Linked DNA regions of Mus musculus: region 2 is linked to region 1. A link is a contact called in public promoter capture Hi-C data. All regions are on one chromosome and are shown on one strand. The core of a region is the stretch at or near the end of the contact, and the rest is flanking DNA. Distances in the headings are between cores, read along the strand shown. Region 1 holds the start of Gtpbp2 (GTP binding protein 2). Region 2 holds the start of Usp49 (ubiquitin specific peptidase 49).

Evidence for each region. Promoter capture Hi-C pulls out the DNA fragments that hold promoters and counts their contacts.
Region 2: a contact with region 1 is called in a promoter capture Hi-C map of liver, with 4 times the contacts expected there. The contact joins the promoter of Usp49 here to the promoter of Gtpbp2 in region 1. A contact is called at or near these places in 2 of 39 promoter capture datasets (both in liver) and 1 of 115 datasets of contacts at active chromatin or transcription factors (astrocytes).

What each region holds. Positions count from the first base shown.
Region 1 is chr17:46,159,016-46,163,650 of GRCm38.p6, reverse strand. Gtpbp2 (GTP binding protein 2) reads right to left here and starts at 2,619. Exons shown (of 12, transcript NM_019581.3): 1 at 2,325-2,619; 2 at 142-168. The coding sequence starts at 2,510.
Region 2 is chr17:47,628,313-47,632,947 of GRCm38.p6, reverse strand. Usp49 (ubiquitin specific peptidase 49) reads right to left here and starts at 2,258. Exons shown (of 7, transcript NM_198421.2): 1 at 2,033-2,258. The region is part of intron 3 of Gm20517 (predicted gene 20517); the gene reads right to left.

The DNA of each region.
Region 1 (4,635 bases), core at 1,370-3,869:
ACACAGTGACCTCAGAGAGCTCGCCATGATACCATGCAGCATGAAGCCACATCATCAAGTTGGAGAGCTATCAGAGAGATCACCTCCCACTGACAAGGGCAACTCCATCCATTCCCTTCTCCTCCCCAACGCAAGACTCACTTTATATTCGATGTTTCCATCTTCAGCCTGAAAAGAAACAGGAAGCAGTTACCATATCCTGTCCAGACCCCCATCCCTACTTCCCCTCAATTCCCAATGACCTCAGGCACAGAAAGCAGGAAGAAAGCCCAACTGGCACCTGCCAGTGCTGGCATCCGCCAAGAAGCAGTGGAAGACAGATGCTAAGCTTCCATGTGGCCTCTGAGGAAAGGCCTGTAAGGACACAGCAAACCACCCGTTTATCTAAGATCAGAGCACCAAGTCTTCAGCACTGATCTTCCTAGACACAAGCTCACCTCTCTGCCCCCACCCGCCACAGCCTCCAACTGCTGCGCGGGCTCGGGTATTTGGTTTTGGTTTCTTTTTCTGTGTTCAGGATATTGAAGCCTTTCTTTTTGACATCCATCTGGTAGACACTACTTCCTTCTGGCCCCTCCCTCTCAGCTGATGCCATCAAGTGTAAGAGGCTACAGGCTCTGGAACGGAGCCAAAGTATGAACTCAGCACTGGTCACTACAAACGCCCCCGAGATAAGAGGCCCAGGTAAGAGAGGAACAGAAGTCCGAAGTTGGGACTTACCCAAACAAACCAGGAAAGCTTAGGGGCAGACTCCATAAAGTGAACTCACTGTGGCTTTTTATGCCCTTTTCATGCCTCAGTGAGGTGAAACCAGGAAACCATCACATAACCTCTTCGAGCAACAGCCACCTTTTGGGCTGTGTGCCACACACACCTGCCCCGCGCCACCCTCCACCCTCCACCCCCTGGACAAAAGGTTATGTATGAGCTTGACTTATATACCGTCTGCCTGGTCTGCCTGCATTTCTGCGCTCCTCCTCTCTGGCCATTTTATTTTTCTCTTTCCCTCTTGGTCATCATGCTGTCTTTAAAGTCCTTAGAGGTGTCTTTATCCATACTGTCAACCACACCATGGAATGCGTAGGAGCTCTTTTCCCATCAACAAAGAAACCTTTCTACTCTTCTGCTGAAGGTGAATAATTAGGATAGCTGACTATAAAGATGGTAGAAAGATAATCTTGGCCAATGGTTCTCAAAGACCATTGTGGTGCTAAGACCACAACATTAGCTTGTAAGAAATGCCAAACAATCAGGCCCGTCTCTCACCCACTGAATCAGAATTCTATGAGCAGGAACAGCAACCTGAATCACTCTGGTGCACACTTAAAAGTCATAATCACCCATTGAAGCTCTTCCCACCTTGGGTTCTCCCATCTTTGTTTTTCAAAACAAGGTTTCTTTGTGGAGCCATGGCTATCCTGTAACTTGCTCTGTAGACCAGGCTGGCCTTGAACTCAGAGATCCCCCTGCCTCTGACTCCCAAGTGATGGGATTTTTTTTTTTTTTACATTATTTTTATTTTACGTGCATTGGTGTTCTGTCTGCATGTATGTGTGTGAGGGCATCAGACTTCCTGGAACTGGAGTTGCAGACCGTTGTGAGCAGCTATGTGGGTGCTGGGAACTGAACTGGGGGTCCTTTGGAAGAACAGACAGTGCTCTTAATCGCTGAGCCATCTCTCCAGAGTGATGGGACTTAAAGGCGAGCCCACTAGCTCCCGACTGGGTTCTCCTATTTTAAGAGGAAGGAAAGTAGTCTTCTCTGCCTTGAGGACTCCCAGAGCGGGTTCGTGCGGACTCTTCTCTGTGTCCACAGCCCCACAGGACAAGGAAAGGGCAGAGGGCTACGTCTAACTGTTCTCTGGTTTAATGTGTGTGGGTACTGAAGAATAGGGAAGGAACACATTGCTCTTGTCCCGGCTACTCCCCTTCTCCCTGTGGATTAAGTTTAGAAAAACGTTGGTTACTCTGCCTGCCCTCTTTTCCCAGTACAGTGTTCCTTCCCCACTCCCAGAGTAAGTAGGGGTTCAGACATCCTCTGCTCTTCTCAAGAGGAAAGGATCCCCGGTTCCCACTAATCCAAAGGTTATGGAGGTGAAAGGGGCAGTCCCTTCCCGAGGTCCTGACACTGAAAAGGATCGTCCAGTCTTGACGATCCCGCTTTGTAGGGGTCTTGGAACAGGAGGAGGGGTTCTCTTCCCCGGTCCTTCCTCCCTTGGGTCTTGACACCGGAAAGGGGGATTGATTTTCTCTCTCCCGCCTCCTTGGAGTCTCGGGGACCGGAAGAGTAGTTCCCCATGGCTCCGCCACTTTTCAGGTGCTCACCTCTGGGGGCAGGTACGGAGGGTTGTTGGCTTTACCTCCTCTGTTCCTTCCGTTCTTCTTCTTCCCCTTTGGGCCCCCGCAACTGCTGCTACCGCCGGCCCCCCGAGCTTTGAGGTTTCCACCCATGGCCGGGCCTCCTCCGGGCCGGCAGCAGCCGCCGAACAGCTCCGATACCCGCGAGTCCATCCGCCGCTGCCACCAGCCCCCCGCCCGACCCCTCCCCCCCGCCACTGCCGCCGCCCCTACTGCCACCGCCGAGTCGGGCCAGCCGGAGGAGAGCGGGGTGTGGCCCACTGTAGGCCACGCCCCTGCCTTCCCTGTCCTCCTAGTCGCGTCAGAAAAAGCCGCAGGGCATCAAGGGATACTGAGTCCGCAGCTATGAGATTTAGTGCTAAAGAATGCGAGTTCGAACTACAATTCCCAAGAGGCATCGCTATGCGAGAGTCACAGGTGGCTTCGGGGGCGAGGGCAGCAAGCGCGCCTTGAGCGCAAAGACTAAGGGGAGTTGTAGTCGGCACCCAGTTTCCCGTACTGCCAGCGGCTTCTCTTCTAGGGGCAGTAGGAAGGCTTTGTGGCCTGAGATTAGGGACAGTAACCGGAGGTGAAGGGCTTATATCAGAATTGAACTGGGTTTGACCTTTCGGCGCTGACCCCAGACAACAAGTTAAAAATCGGGGAGGTTGGATCTGACAGCCTGCTGGCTCCACCTCTGCCTCAGTTTCTTTCCTGACGGCTGGAGTGCTGTCGAGTGAGTCAGGGCAAAAGCTAGGGCGGAGGCAGATGGTAGTTATAGCATAATTAGAGCTGTTATTGTGACGATGATTATGCCACCCTTGCAATATAGTCACTGTTTTATTACTTGGGTGGCACAATCCGGGGGTTGGTTTTAGCAGCCCCAGGCACCGCAGTGGCCAGACACGTGTCCAGGACCCATAAAGCAGCCAGCTGCCTAAGGTTTGGAGGGTGCCTACTGCAAGTATCTCTCCTCCCCTTTGTTTTGAAGTTTAGCCAATCCCGGAAAACAGAATTTGGTTTAAAACTTGTCCGGAGGAGGGGCCTGGCCCCTACTTGGGGCGGAGCTGGGGTTCCAGTTACGTCAACCACCAGGGGGCGGGGAAAGTAGCCAGGAATAGAACTTGTCCTAGGACGCCAGGGGATTGCTGATTTGTCTTTCTAGCCAAGCTGTCTCTCCTGTCCTTCAGAACTCTCAGAGCGACATAAACCAGTATACGGGGCACCAAAGGCTCAGAATGGAGAAGCAGAATTGCTGGGCACAGAGTCAGGACGCCAGGGTTCAAATTCCAGCGCCGTGGCTATCTCATGACTCACAGTACGTCCATTCCCCTCTCTTCACAAACAACCAGGTGTTCACACATAGCCAAGAAATAGAACAGAGTTTGAAAGTTCTCCACGGTACGGTAGGAGCACTTACCTCTGGTGTACTCTGAAGGAGTTCAGACCTGGTTGAGTCCATAACTTCTGCACAGTTCCACATCGAAGGAGACGAGTCTATTGAGCATGCAGTCGCTGTCCACATTGGATAGTTTCCACACCAGCTATATACCAAAAGAACCAAAAGTTGAAAAGCCTTGCAGATCAGCCATTTACCTGGGTCTTCAGTAAAGGAAAGTAGGTGTCTTTTCTGTATGCTATCCTGTATGCTTAAGACCAGGATTGCCAGGAAAAAAAAGTTTTTAGAGATGGAGACTAGAGAATTCAGTGAGACATCTCAAAGGATGGGAATAGAAAGGAAGAGACATCCCCACCCCACCCACACATTATCACCACAAACAGGCCGGGTTCTCTCACCAGCCAGAAACCACTGCACTCAACTGATAACTATTTTTTAAATATCCACGGATCTTCCAGCAGTCACCCTTTAACACACAATTCCATCCCAGCCAATTCTCCTTAATGGATACCTTCCTTTAAGAAAGGGTGGGGCATGATATAACCCATTCTTGAACAGCCTGGCCTACCTACAGAGAGAAGTGAGGGCTGGCAGAGGAGAGAGGCCACAGGATGCCTGCTGGGAGACCAGGGTCCTGGGGAGTGGAGGTGGTATAAGTGGCCAGTTTCCTAGACAGGTTGTTTACGAGGTGGCTGCCTATAGGATGTATATAGTGTGTGCTTATATACACATCACATGCAAATATTTTTCCTGGCTTGTAGTGAGTCACTTGCTTTTACATCTAGTACCTTTGTATGAATATGCATTTTGTGATGTCACTTTCATGTGCTCTGACTTAGAGCAACCTTCCCCTCTGCTTTCTTGCTTGCCTGTCACCCTTAAGCCAACCTCATTATGACT
Region 2 (4,635 bases), core at 1,009-3,508, 1.5 Mb before region 1:
ATGCAAATATCCACCAAACAAGAGCAATCTAAAGATCACACAACCCTGGAAAAGGAGGCTAGGCTTTTCTTTTTAGAGATGACGCTAATCCCAGAGGTGAGTATTTGCGGCTCCTATGTTTGTTTGTTTGTTTGTTTGTTTCAGACATAGTCTCGTGTGACCCAGGTTGGCCTCAGACTCACTCATGTGGGCAAGGCTGACCTTTCTACCTTGGGAGTGCTAGGATAACAGGCATGCACCACCATGCAGTGCTTGGGAACCAAACCCAGGCCTTCATGAATGTTAGGCAAGCCCTCTACCACCTGAGCTCCACCCCCAGCCCCTAGACTAGGGGCTGTTGAGGTGGTCTTGCCTGCAGTGCTGAGGACCAACCTTGCACACCCTAGACAAAAGCTCCACCGCCAGCAACACTTGCAACCTCTTCAGGACATCAAGGGGAAACAGTAGCACTGTTTATCTGAATGTAGTTGTAGTTGTTCTCAAGGAAATAACCTTGAGAACAAGACTGGAGAGATGGCTCAGTTGGTAAGAGCCCTTGGCTGCTCTTCTCAGAAGACACACACTACATTCCTAGCACCCCCACACAGCTCACAAACGTCTGTCACTCTAGTTCCTGGGGAATCTGACTCCAGCTTCTGCAGTGCCCCTCTGCAGACACCAGGCATGCCTGTGGTATACAGACATACATGCAGGCAAAGCACCCATACACATAAAATTTAAAAACAATTCAAGAATAGTTTGTACCCCTGTCCCCCCAAAAGAAATTATACTTTACTTTTCACATTATTAAATATGAAGAAAATACTCATTAATTGTCTTAATTAAATATAATCACTTCAGAATGAAAAATCACTAAAGCACACTACCAATAAAGAATAAGTTTAAATTTGTCCCCAAATTCTCATCTTCCCTTTAATTTCCAAAATGGTCTTATAGTGCCAGAGAGATGGCTTATTGGGTAAAAGAGCTTGCTGCCAAGCCTGACTATCTGAGTTCAATCCTCGGTACATAAATGATGCGAAGAAAGAGCCAACTTCCACAAGTTGTCCTCTGACTTCCATAACTGCTCCACATACATACAAATAAATGTAATTATTTTCATTAAAAATGTGCCTTACAAATCAAAGGGTTCTAAAGAATATTAATATGCCCTTCCTATTCACAATCATACAATACAACAGGCAGAGGGACTGCAATCTTATCTTACAGAAGTTTTTTCATAAAAGGTACTCATAAAGCCATTATGCAATCTAAAAGATGAGTTCACAGCTCTAAAACTCTCCTCAGCTCTGCAGTCAACCTTTCTCCATCACTGTCTGAAGATCTGGGGAGAAATTACCCCATGAAAAATGTTCCACACAAAGCTGCAAGCAGCATACGAACTCAACGCCCTTAGAGCAGTGACTTCAGACTCCTGCTCAGTAAACTTCCCTGGTTAGTTATTTCTCTTTCTCTCTCTCTCTCTCTCTCTCTCTCTCTCTCTCTCTCTCTCTCTCTCTCTCCATATTCTTCAGTTGCTGAAAACAATTAGGCAGAAATCTGTCTGATTAATAAAAACCAAATGAACCATGTCTTTCTCTCCCCAACGGTGTACTCTTCAATGAGATGCCCTGGCCCTGGCCAGCGTCGTTAGCTCTAAAACAGCTCCTCCACCCACCCCAACTACCACATCCCACAGGCACATTGTAAATAAACACAATTCATTTACCCTTTAGCACAACATTAGTGAAACCAAGAGGTTTTCAGCACCCAAGGCTGCCAATTTTTCTATCCCACAAGAACAAAATCAAGTAAAAATGGGTCTCATCTTTTCAAAGTGGACATGAAAGTGGATTTTCAGGCGAAAGATGGAAACTGGATCCAAGACTCCTTGAAGAGAGAAAAAGGTTTCTGGAATTTCCTACTATTAGGGACAAAAGGACTCACAAATTCAATACACATTTCTCTTAACAAAGAACTCCTATGCTGCACCCCCATCTGGTCCCCCACTTCTCAGTCTTTTCCCCCTGTTTCTAGGTCCCCTTTCACTCACCATGGTTCCTTATCTTCTGCACCAAAGGCTCTCTACTTCAGATCCTTCACTACAGCGTTTGTGCCCTGCCCCTTCCAGACCTTCTGGGGCACTTCAGGGCAAAACATTCGTTTCCCACTCCTGTGCAGCCCACCCCAGTTCTATACCCACCAGGACTTCCCTAGCTTGCCTTAATCTCCTTTCTCTTTCCCCACTCCCCATTCCATCCTTTAATTCCCAGGGCCCATCTCCTCGGGTTGCCTTTCGGCCAATCTTTTGACTCCACTATCTTTACCTTGCTGAACCTCCTCGACAAGCAATTCTCCAGTTTCCCAGCTCACCATCATTCCTTCCACCCCGCTTCTAGCGTCCTTTCAGCGTTGTTTCTTTTTCTCCCAGAACTGTCCTATTAACGCCCAGCTCTCAGCTCGCTTCCCGTTAGCCCTTCCACTAACGTCCGATTCTTGATTCCACCTGGTTGTGATCCAGGTCTCCTGTCTCCCTCACTTTACAGAATTTACACCCCTCACCAGCTACTGACCCACACCTTGTCGATCCCACCCCAGCGGCTCCCAGCCCTTCAGCTCATCCCCAGCTCTGCACTAGTTCACACCCTTGTCACGTCTGGCTCTTAATCACTCTCCTCCACTCCCAACTACTACCCCGGCTCTGCTCCTTCCTTGTCTTCCACTTGCAACTCTTCTGGCCCTGGCCCAACACCTCCCACCTGCCAAGCCTTGCCTCTTCCAGACCCCTGCTCCTAGCCCTGACCCCGGATCCCTCTTCCCAGCCCCGGGCTTCCTAACCTCATCCCGGGGCCAGCCTGGGTTTCTTTCTCACTCCACTCTCCGGCTTCTAACCCTTTCTCTCCTAATCCTCTTCATCTCCTACTCAGCAAACCCTTCCGTCCCCGCCCCAGCCTGCCTTCCCCTCTCTCCCTTCAAACCTTTCACCTCACAACCCAGACGTCGCCCACCCCGCCAAAACGCAGCGTCCGCGCGCCGGGACTCGCGCCTTCGCTGTCGCCGCCCGCCGTCCCCGCCCCGGGCGCCCGGGGCCCGCCGGCGTCGCGGTCCCGCCCCCTGCCGCCGCTCCTCCCGCCCGCTAGGCGCACGCCGCCTTTGTCGCCCCTCACCGGGTGTGTGAGGGGATTTTTTTTTTTTTCCCTTTCCTTTAAAAGGGGAGGGCCGGCATGCCCGGGCCGCGTGTCCCCGCCTCCGAATATCTGCGCGAACTCCCAGCCACTGCGGCCCCTCACGCCCCCCGGGCCGCCCCCTCGGCCGCTCCGCCGGCCCTCCGCCCCCTTCCCAGCTCCCTCCCCTCTCTATTTACCGCCATCATCAGCACGCGCGAGCTGTCACCCGGGCGCAAGACGAGCAGGCGGACCACGCCCCTTATCGCCCATTGGCCCGCCTGTCAGAGCCCCGCCCCCAGGTCCCGCAATGCGCCAACGGCGCACCTTCCCGGCCGCGACCTGGGGCCCCGCGCCCTTTACGCAGGTTTGTGCCGTGGGCACCAAGTTTCGGGTCAGCGGCTGTGGCGGGCCGGTGTGAGAGGCTAAGACGCGGCGCGGCGCGGCGCGAGTCACCGGCAAAGTTTGGTTGAGGTACGGAAGAAGGTTTCTAGACAAAGAGGCTCTTAAAGGTACAGAGTCTACTGTCTGGCCCTCCTCCTTAAAGGGCCAGGCACTTTTCCGAGCGCCCCACCCCCACCCCTACGATCTGTAAAGGTAAAGGAATTTTGCATACCCTGCGGCTTACCTTCTGCACGTCTCGCTGCTCCAAAGAGGCCTTTCCCACTTCCGGGTATTTTTTTTTTTTTTTTGCGTTTTCTTTACGGTGTAGCAGCAGCCAGAGAACACACACATACACACAGTTACTCTTGGCGCCCTGACACACACACACACACACGTACGTGTGGACTTTTACCACGGATGACTCAGGCGGCATTCAGCTGTCTTATGAAATCCTCTTCGACGGGACGGAAAAAGGTTCATCGCTCCCCAAATGGGGACTGGGAAATAAATCAGACCTAGATGGCAGTAGCCCCAGGGACTTCCGAGAGGGATAAGGTCCATTTTGAAACAGAAAGACTCCCTTTGCAAGGTAGGCAAGCTTCCTGGGTACACTGGCCTGCCAGACCTTGCGGGGAAGGGTCCCTCCAAATAAGATATGTTACAACACCCAAGACAGCCTTAGGCGGCTGAAAACACTTTTGTTTTAAGAAAAACAATAAGAAATAAACGTGTATTATATGTTACAGTGGTTCAAGGATTTATGTCTGTAAATATGAAGGAAGCAAAAATTTGATTGTGGCACAGGAGGAGAACTCAAGTCCTGGGAGAGGACTGAGGCCCTGGGTTTAGTTCCTATGGTGGAGGGAACCCTGCAGTATAATTCAAGAAGTCTCCGGACTACAGATCCCTAATTAGAGCCACAACTTGGTGCCTCTCGTTGTTGTCCCATTTAACAGTTTTCTTTGGGAATTCTAAGTTGTGACTCCTTACAAAAGTGAATAAAAACCTTAAAAGGTGCCTTTCTCCTCTTGCCCAGCTCCCAGCTGCTTTCTTGGAGCAGGCAGTATCTTAGTGTTCTTTCCCTAACAAGGTGCTTTTCTGAGTGAGG